Linked DNA regions of Urocitellus parryii: region 1 is linked to region 2. Evidence: chromatin contacts called from public Hi-C data. All regions are on one chromosome and are shown on one strand. The core of a region is the stretch at or near the end of the contact, and the rest is flanking DNA. Distances in the headings are between cores, read along the strand shown. Region 1 holds the start of Tex264 (testis expressed 264, ER-phagy receptor). Region 2 holds the start of C2H3orf18 (chromosome 2 C3orf18 homolog).

Region 1 (4,316 bases), core at 1,590-4,089, 990 kb after region 2:
TCCAGGTGGGTTGAGGGGGTCACAATGGATAACCACTAAGGCCACACTGCTGCCAGGGGTAAGGGGTAGGGTGGGATGGGGGAGATGAGGTGGCCCCAGGGCCCTGGCACCTGGCTTTGGTTTTCCGTCTTCTTTCCTCAGGACGCCCCTGAGGCCTGGGACCTGCGCCTGGCTTAGAGAAGCATCTGTGGCTGGGTGATCCAGCTGCTGGTGTGATCATGGGCTTCCCTCCTCTCTCAGCAGGACAGGCGCTTCTGCCCCAGAGACTGGGCAACTGGCTGTTTCTATGACGTATTTATTTTTACTTGTGTTTCATGTCACTTTTTTAAGAAAAAAAAAAAAACAGAACAATTGTAAGTCAGTATAACTGCCTATCAGTTTTCTTTATTTCTCTTTTTGTAAAATAAAATTTAAACTCAAGAAGGCAGTGTTGTCTGATTAAGGAATTGTCTGGACAGCTGATTAGCTGAGTGTTGGTGAAAATATAACTCACCATAGTGGCACTGGGACAGCACTTGGGGGGTGAGATAGATGGGAACAGAGGGAAAACTGCTAGCAGGCTCTTTGTTGGCAGTGAGGTTCACTGCTTTTTTCAGCCTTTGTTCACCTGAAGAGGTTTGGGTATCCTCTGTTACCCTCCATTTCCAGGCTCTCAGGGAAACAGCAAAATAGTCATTAAGGCTAGTTGGTCCTTAGCCATGGCAAGTCCTATAGGGCAACCCTGTCTAGGCTGAGTGGCTGGGGATTGGGCCAGCATCAGTGGGAGGTGGGAGATGGTGTGTCTGTGAGTGGCTAGTGGCATTGTCAGAAAGCAATCTTAGACTGCATGTGTGTTCTCTGTCATCTGAGTTAGGACTCTAGCCACTGCCCACAGAAAGCTAACCAGGGCTTTCAGTGGGAGGAGATGGGGAGGGAGGGGACAGTCCACTCTAGCTCCCCAAGTTTAGTTTCATTAAGGGAAGGAATCCTGGGGAAATATTATATGGAAATTAGGGAGAATAAAAGAGCCTATGTGGGAATTCCTTAGATGGAAGGCAAAAGGAAGGCAAAGTCTGGGCTCATGACAGGGTGATATGTATTATTGGAGCTGGGACTGGGAGTGGAAAGTGTGTAGGATAAAGACTGGATGAGCAGGTTTCAGGCGTATTGCAAGGGGTGAAGAAAGTGCCTTGCAGAGCAAGCTGCTGACTCCTAGTGGCCAGCCAAGGCCTTTCAGAGATCTTACCAAGGTGGCGTTTACACTGTTGGAAGCAGTGGGGAGATGAAGCCTGGCAGACTGCTGGCTACAGCCCTAGTGGAAGGCTAGCTCCCCTTCCACAACAGAGTGCTGAAGCTCCTAAGGCACACCCTCAACTTGATTTCCCACCCCAGCTAAAGGAACTGGGAAGAGAGAACAAGGTGAGAAAAGGCAACTTTAGACTTTTCCTGGAAGAAGCTCATCAACTTCTGAGAAGTAGAATTGATGGGCAAACCCTTTATGCAGATACTGTCTCTGAGCCAGTGCCATACTCCTCTTTGTGTCACAGAAAATGCTTCCAAATGTATACCTAATAGTCATGTGCTTGATTTTCATCATTAGAACCTGCTGGCCTGGCCCTGAGTTAGGGGACCAGCTGCCCATTCTGCCAGTCTCCCCAGGGTATGGGGACAGACTTAGCCCTGTGGTAAGATTTAGTCCCCTCTGCCTGTAGAAAGAAGAAATGTGAAGCAGACAGAGAGGGGGGGAAAGTCAGGATTTTGACTACCTTTGTGGGACCAGCCTGCCCTTTGCTCGTGTTGTAGTGGGATTCACAAGATACACTGCACACATGGCGTTTGACTTTTTCTACAGCCACCTTCATTGTGTTCCCTTTAGAGTGATCCCCCTCCCAAACAGCAGTCCTCATCAGAAGGACCAAGATTGTCCTTGGCCCAGCCTGTCTTGTTTATAAGCAGGCTTATGAGGGTAGTTGTCTCCTTCCCCACCTCCTTCACTGTAAACCTAGGCTTCTCAGGCTACCAGGGCTTTATCTTGGGCACCTAGCATAGTGCTTTGTGGTTCTGAGATAGAAGCTGAAGATTGAACCTGTCCTCAAGGAATTCGAAGTAGGTTAGGCTAAACCAGGTCAGAGTAGCCTTCCCAAGCCACATCCAGGGTACTGGAGGAGACTAAGGGAGGAATTCCCCCTGGAACTAGCTCCAAGAAGATGGGGATTTGGTTTTGTTTACTCAGTATCCCCAGCCCCTAGAACTGTCTGGCAGGAAGTGGTACTTGATAAATGTTGGATGGGAGAATGATTATTCCTGTGCCCACTGAAGGAAAGTTAGTGGGGGGTGAGTGGAAGCCAGAAGCAGATATTTATGTTGTTGAGAGGTTGGATCCACCAGTTTCTCCCCTGAGCCCAGAATGGGATTGAGCTTCTATAGCTTTAAAACGGAAGCAAGTGGCCTTGTGTTGCTTGGTTCCCAAGCATGTTATGAAACCTCAATTAGATAAACTGGCCAGAGTTAAGGGTTGTACCAATGCTAGAAGTTGACATTGCTGTGTCGCACCTTCCGAACCTGTACAAACAGTTTTCTACAGTCCCCGGACCCCCGCCTGACCCTTTATTGCGGGCCACCAGGCTGACTTCCCCCGCGTCTGGAGGTGGGCTGTCGCTGTAGAGCTTCCGCCAACCCAGATACCCTGGGGTGTTGTTCAGTCAACCCTCTGCAGCCCGTTTGCTTGCTGGAGGGGGGAAGGTACACTGTGGGCTCCACCCCAGCCAAGTCCCTGGGATTGGCGCGCGCGCGTTGCTACGGAGACGGGGCGGGGCCGCCCCCTGGGTCCCGAGCGCACGCGCCCACGGCCACGGCCACGTCCCGCCGCGAGAGGGGGCGGAGCGAGCGTGAGCGGCGGGCGCGCGCAGGCTCCGCGACCGATCCCCAAGCTGCCTGTGTAGGGCGGCGTCCGTGGGATGGCTGCTGAGGTGAGGGCCGGGCCAGAGAGGCGTCCCCGCCGGGGCGTGGGCCTGGGGCCACGGTCCTCCCAGGCGTGACCTCAGGGCTCCCCGCGACCCTTTCGTGGCCCCCTGCGACCTAGGCCACCCTTTGCATATCGTCTTGTCCACAGCTGGCCCCGGTCAGGTCCGAGGCCCTGAATGCGACTTTGGGCCAGCCCTTCCCACCTTAGGTCACCCACTACCTCAGTCGCGGGTACGGGGCTTGTCTAGGGGCAGTGGAGCTGGGGAAGAAACGGAGGCATGAGTCACCTTTTAAGTCCATCTAATTCACGAGGCCGCGCCTCGCCGCCCCGCTGCAAACTTTAGCGTCCCTTAAGTTGCAGAGGTGCGTGGAGCTACAAGAGCCGTGAGCGGAGAGAAAGAGGCTAGACATATAGTCAAGGCTTCCGGCCAGCAAGGGCTGGAAGCCGAGAGCGAGAGGCGGCGCCCTCTAGAGCGCGCGGGCCCCTCAGAGCCGCTGTCTTGCCTCTTAGTTCTAGAGCCAAAGTTTTGCCAGCGCGGGGCCCTTTAAGGCCGGTCGTCCAAGGACCGGCCCTCCTCCAAGGCGCATGTGAGCGGCCTCAGGAAGCTCGCGCCGGCCGCCAGCCCCCATACTCACCCAGCCCCCATGCACACCCGCTTGAGTGGTTAGGCGTCTGAATCTGGGGCCTCTGATCCGAGGGTAAACTGAGGCCAGAGAAAGGACACATCCTTCCCAAGGTTAGTGGCAGGGCTGTTTGGGCACCAAGTGTGGTGGCTGGAACCCACCAGGAAGAGGGGTATGAGGAAGGCTCTAGAGAAGATCCAGACGTTGTGAGGGTGGGTTTGGCTTCTGATTTCCCCGAGGTTTTGAGTATGGGGTGGTGGGTGCTTGCAGAGGACCTGGTGGGCTTTCCTTGGGAAGGGGTTAGTCAGGGCGTGGAGCCCTGCCCAGTGGTTATTTCCTGGGCTGGAGTGACTCTTCCTTTCTGCCCCCAGCACTGGAGCACTTGGCCCCTGCTGCGCTGGATACTATGAGTTGCTAAAAGTGAACCTGGCTTTTCAGGTGAGCCTCCCCAGCCCTTCTTCCCTTTATCTTTTGTGTAAGGGGGAAATTAACATTTCCCTTCTTCCTTTCTACGTGCTTTAAAGCTCTGCTCCCACACCCTGCAGGAACATTTACCCCCTTTCTGAGTGGTTTGGGAGAGGCAAAAGAAAGGTGGGAGTTAAATTCCTTTGAAATAGAGGTGTACAGAAGAGAGTAGCACAGAGTAAGAGCTTGTCACTCCTAGAGCAATCCGTGTCCTTGATGCTGAGAGCTTCAGGTCTTGTTCAGAGATGTCCAACCTGGATTAAATGCTTGGGATTTTCTGGAAG
Region 2 (4,724 bases), core at 1,519-4,018:
CTAAAACTCTTGGTTTTAAATTAATTTCTCATAAGAACCACAGGGCAGAATCTTGTCTCCCCAGACTCTGTTAGGTCCCAAAGGTCTGATCCAGGGCAATTATCCAGTAAATAATTGCCAAGTGAATGAATGAATAAATGTACTACCAATAATGTGACAAGCCCAGAGCATTCCCCCCAACTTTACAGCCCACAATCCCAGGCACCTTCTGGTCTCTACCCCTGCTGAAACCCATGTAACAATTTGCCCCATTGCCCAGCTTACTGCTCACAGAACCTCCTTGCCTCCAAATTCTGACTCTTAGGACCCTCCATATGGAACTTCTCCCTCCCTAAATCCTGTGTGGCCTTCATGGAGTATCTCAAAATATGTATTTTCCAGAGTGTTTTCTGGGTCTTCCAATCAGAAGAATTATCTCTCGGTCTCTAGCCCCAGTGGACAAATCTTATGGGGAGGGGGAAATAAGGATTGCATTATCATTAATGGAATTTTTTTTAAAAAAATTTTAGTTTAGTCAATGGACCATTATTTTATTTATTTGTATGTGGTACTGAGAATTGAACCCATTGCCTCACACATGCTAGGCAAGTGCTCTACCACTGAGCCACAACCCAGCCCCACATTAATGGAAAATTGACTTCTGATTAGATTTTCTATTCTAAATACTGACTGCCTTCCCCCAATGGAGGGCCTTCTGGGCCAGCCCCAGCCTGCCCCAGCTCTCACCATGGCCACAGTCAAGCCAATCACCGTGATGATCCCAAAGGACAGAAGCATGGTACCCACGCCAGCCGTGCCATCAGCCACATCAGGGATTCTGGTGTCATTGAAGCTTGTGGCTTCTGGGCTGAGGGTGGTGGTCTCAGAAGTGGGCCCATCAGTGGCAGGCTCTAGGTCAGGTTCAGTGGTAGGTGGGTGGCTATTGAGCCAGCCCCGAGCAGACAGGATCCTGGAGTTCATGCTGATGTTGAGAGACTGCCTGTGGTCAGTCAACCTGCCCATTCACTTCTGACATCAGTAGTACCCCAGCCTATGGCTCCCAACACCCGTGGTGGCCACCTGAATAAAGGAAGCCCCCTTCTTCCGTGGGTGCTGGAAAGGAAGAATAAACACATGAGGCTAAGGACAGGGGTGTGGCAGTGAGATGAAGTGCCTCTAGGTTCTGAAGACACAGGGAAAATAAAGATTTGAGGGCAGTTCAGGGACACAGAGACACATGCTTTATATACCTATGGTTCCCATGTAGATTTAGAAACATGAAAATGAAGTCTGTGGGTACAATGATCATAGCAATCATGCCTGGGAGATAGGAAAGATATCAGGGAGATTTGAAAGAAAAGGTCCCTCCCCTATGCAATAACACCTCTCATTCCTCCCACCTCCACCTCTTCACTCCCTGCCCCTCATATCTCTCTGTAGCTTTTTTCTTCCCTGGAGGAAAAAACTTACCTAGGAGTCATATAGGCCTGTCCTTGAATCCTGTCTAGGCTCAGCCATTTAGTGGATAACCCCAGACAAGTCACTCTACCTCTGTGCCTCGGTTTTCCTAAGCCTAATAAGCCCACAGTATTGCAGGGTTACTGAAATGCCAGAATGAACAAGTCCCTAGAAAAGACTTAGTTCAGCACAAGCCATGTTTACAGTGAGCACCCAGTAGAGATTCCACCTTTTCTTTTGTTCTAACCCAGTCAGGAGGCAGAGAGGCACAGAAGCTACTGGATTCAGAGAGCGGTGTGGTCCAGGCTGTGTGCCTGAAGTGGGGGTGGGGGCAAATGTGGGGAGACCAGGAGACGGGAAATAGAGGCATGGTTTTTCTGCAGGCTTTAGGGTCCTTGGATGCCCCCCCTTCCCTCATAGGGGAACTGGGTGCTGGTGGGAACAAAGGAGGAAGGCAAGGGGAGATTATCTTCAGAAGTAGGGATGGAGCTTCCACTTTGAAGCATCTCCCTTGTGCCTTCCCTCCTCCTCTGGGAGCAGAGATTTTCCCAGCCCAGAAAGACAGTGTGGGAAGGGGTCCCAGCCATTCTGCAGACCTAGAGGAGGGATTCCTAGCTCATGACTGCATCCCTGTTGTGCTTATGGGTACATCTGTGTGTGTGCATGCATGTGTGTGAGTGTGTGTACCCACATCCATGTTGCACCCTTAGGAAAGGACAAGGCTGGCAGAGGGACATGAGTGGGGTAGACTCATCTCTCTCTGCCATCTCTCTCCAGTTATGCTAGGTAAGGAGTCTATTCTTAGCTCTGCCACTGACCCTAGGCATGACCTTGGGCTAGACCCTTAACTTGCTCTGGGGCTCTCCTCCCATCCAGAGGAGAGAAGATGCCCTGCTGACCACTTTCTGGGCCTGCCTTGGGGTCCAAAGGGGAAGGAGAAAAAACGGAGTGAAAGGGGTCTGCGCCTGACCTCTGAGAACCCTCATGCCATTCTCCTCTAGGTCCCTCAGTCCTCCCTGCCTCAATTCCCATGCCCGCCTCCGCAACCCAGTGATTTTTCCATTCTTGCACAGAATGAGAGACCTCAGCACTTACTTAATCCTCTCCGGGGCGCCGAGCTCAGTCAGAGAGGATAGGGGTGGTGGCAGCGGGCGGGAGACCGGGCGAGGGGAACATCTAGGCCCTGCGTGGGGGCGACAGTTCGACCCCAGGTCGGCGCTCCCTGCACGCTCAGAGCTGCGGGCCGGGCCGGCTACCTTGCACGGTGGGCAGCTGCAAGCACCAGCTCTGTCAGTCTAGGCTGGGGTGGGCAGGGCCGGGACCCAGGGCGGGGGTGGGGCCAGGCCAAGCAGCCTCAGGGGATCAGCGAAGCTTCAGTGCCTAGCCTTCCGGCCCTCTCCGCGCCCCCGGACTCTGATTGGCTGCCAGGCCTAGAGCCCGTCCAGCATTGGCCTGCTCGCCTGTCTCTCGGATATGACTCCTCCCTAAAGCGGGAGCCGGGAGCCCGGAGCCAGGTAGCAATTCTCTGAGACCACCCCTCACTCTGGTGGCCTACGCCGACATCCGGCAGGGGACCAAGGGTGACCAGGCCTTTCCTGGGCCACAACTTGGGCTCCTGGGCAGCTCCAACTTCACCGGGACACTCTCGGGCCCCAAAACACAGACGTACGGAGGAGGCTTAGAGAGAGCACTGGAGTTGGAGTTCTTTGGGCTTGAGTTAACTCTAACAGGACCCTTTGCCGTGTGACCTTGAGCAAGCTGCTTCCCCTCCCTGTGTCTCGGCTTCCTATTCAGACCGGAGCCCTAGAGTGAGGACTCTGGTTAAATGACTCCAACTACCGGCGGGTGGAATTTTTATCTGGGTGGTATTTATTGGGTACCCCAACGCAGGCAAGTCTACCTATATCTCACAACACCTGAAATCCACAGCACGATCACTGCAAGAAGCCCTTAGATATCCTCTAATGCAATGGCTTTCAAAGGAGTTTATGGAGGGGCTGGGGCTGTGGTTCAGTGGTAGAGCGCTTACCTAGCAAGTGTGAGGCACTGGGTTCGATCCTCAGCACCACATATAAATAAAGATCCATCAACCACTAAAAAAAAGTTTGTTTGTTTTTTTAAAAAGGAGTTTATGGGAATCACGGGGTAGCTAGGTACAAATGCAGGTGCCTGTGGCTCCTCGGGGAGCCACGTGTTTAATAGTAGAGTGTTAATAGTGATCTAATTAGTATATTGTGGTAGGAGGTGTATTTCGTGAGACACTGCCATGAATTTTATAGAAAGAGAAATTGAGATCCAGAGAGGTCTAGGTGTCTGCACCAAGCTTCGCGACGAGTTGCTATTAGAATTAGAATTCGAACCCAGTTCTCTGGAGTTCTGCTTTTTCAGCTCCCTGCTCCAAATCCTACTAGCGAGAGAGAGAAGGTCAGGAGTGGCCCTGGGGTCCGGTCACTACTGAATCTCGCCCCACGTCATCACCCTCAGCCAGGTACGGAATACTGGGTTCCGCTCCCCCAAACTGGGATCCGTTGGGAATACTGGAACCCACTATTCCACACTGAATACACAGTGAACCACACCTTGTCTCCGCCCACAGAGTGTGTGAAACCACGCCCCTTGACATCGGGCCCGCGCCGGAACCTAAGTTAGTTGGTGACATGACCGGCTCCGGCCTGCTCCTCGCCAGCCAGGTCCGTAAACGCCTGCTCCAGTCTTTCACGGTAGGCTGGATCCACAACCTTGCCGTGACCTTAAGGAACACCTGCCAGTCTGGACCGCTAGGGTGCACCCCACACACGTCTCCGGACTTTCCCGCCCATGGAGCCTTGGGCGTGGAGTTCACAGTTAGGAACTCAGAGACGTTAGGAACGCTGAAGCTGAGTGACAAAGTCTGCCCGAGCCTTTTTTTTGCCTGCGCCGACCCGGAAACTGGGTATCCGAAGGAACACACTGAAGGCTACGCACGTCCGGAAACCGATACCGAGTGGTTTTCCGCAGGCCGGTGGGTGGGTAGGCGAGCAGCCCCGAGTGGGTGGAACAGCCCCTCTGGCAGGTGTGCACTATAGGTGGGGACCATGGTGTGTGCGCCTGGATTGCAACACCCTTGAGACCTGACCAGCCCCACCCGACTTAGTGCAGATGGAGAAGCAGACTTGTAGAGAGGCAGCCTTTTCGGGGTCATTATTAATAATGCCCATGCGGAGCTGGGAAGCAGGCTGTGCCCCATACTTAAATCTTTGGTTACTCCAGGGGCAGCGCATAGGTGGAGAGTTGCCTCTAGTGCGGCA

Evidence for each region. A called contact is a pair of places that touch in the nucleus more often than the background predicts.
Region 1: a contact with region 2 is called in a Hi-C map of muscle, with 4 times the contacts expected there. The contact joins the promoter of Tex264 here to the promoter of C2H3orf18 in region 2. A contact is called at or near these places in 2 of 2 Hi-C or Micro-C datasets (liver and muscle).

What each region holds. Positions count from the first base shown.
Region 1 is chr2:94,243,631-94,247,946 of mUroPar1.hap1, forward strand. It overlaps Tex264 (testis expressed 264, ER-phagy receptor), which reads left to right and starts at 2,840. Exons shown (of 6, transcript XM_026383843.2): 1 at 2,840-2,948; 2 at 3,939-4,005.
Region 2 is chr2:93,251,510-93,256,233 of mUroPar1.hap1, forward strand. C2H3orf18 (chromosome 2 C3orf18 homolog) reads right to left here and starts at 2,769. Exons shown (of 5, transcript XM_026383861.2): 1 at 2,533-2,769; 2 at 787-1,092. The coding sequence starts at 1,002. It overlaps Hemk1 (HemK methyltransferase 1, mitochondrial release factors N(5)-glutamine), which reads left to right and starts at 4,099. Exons shown (of 11, transcript XM_026384044.2): 1 at 4,099-4,127.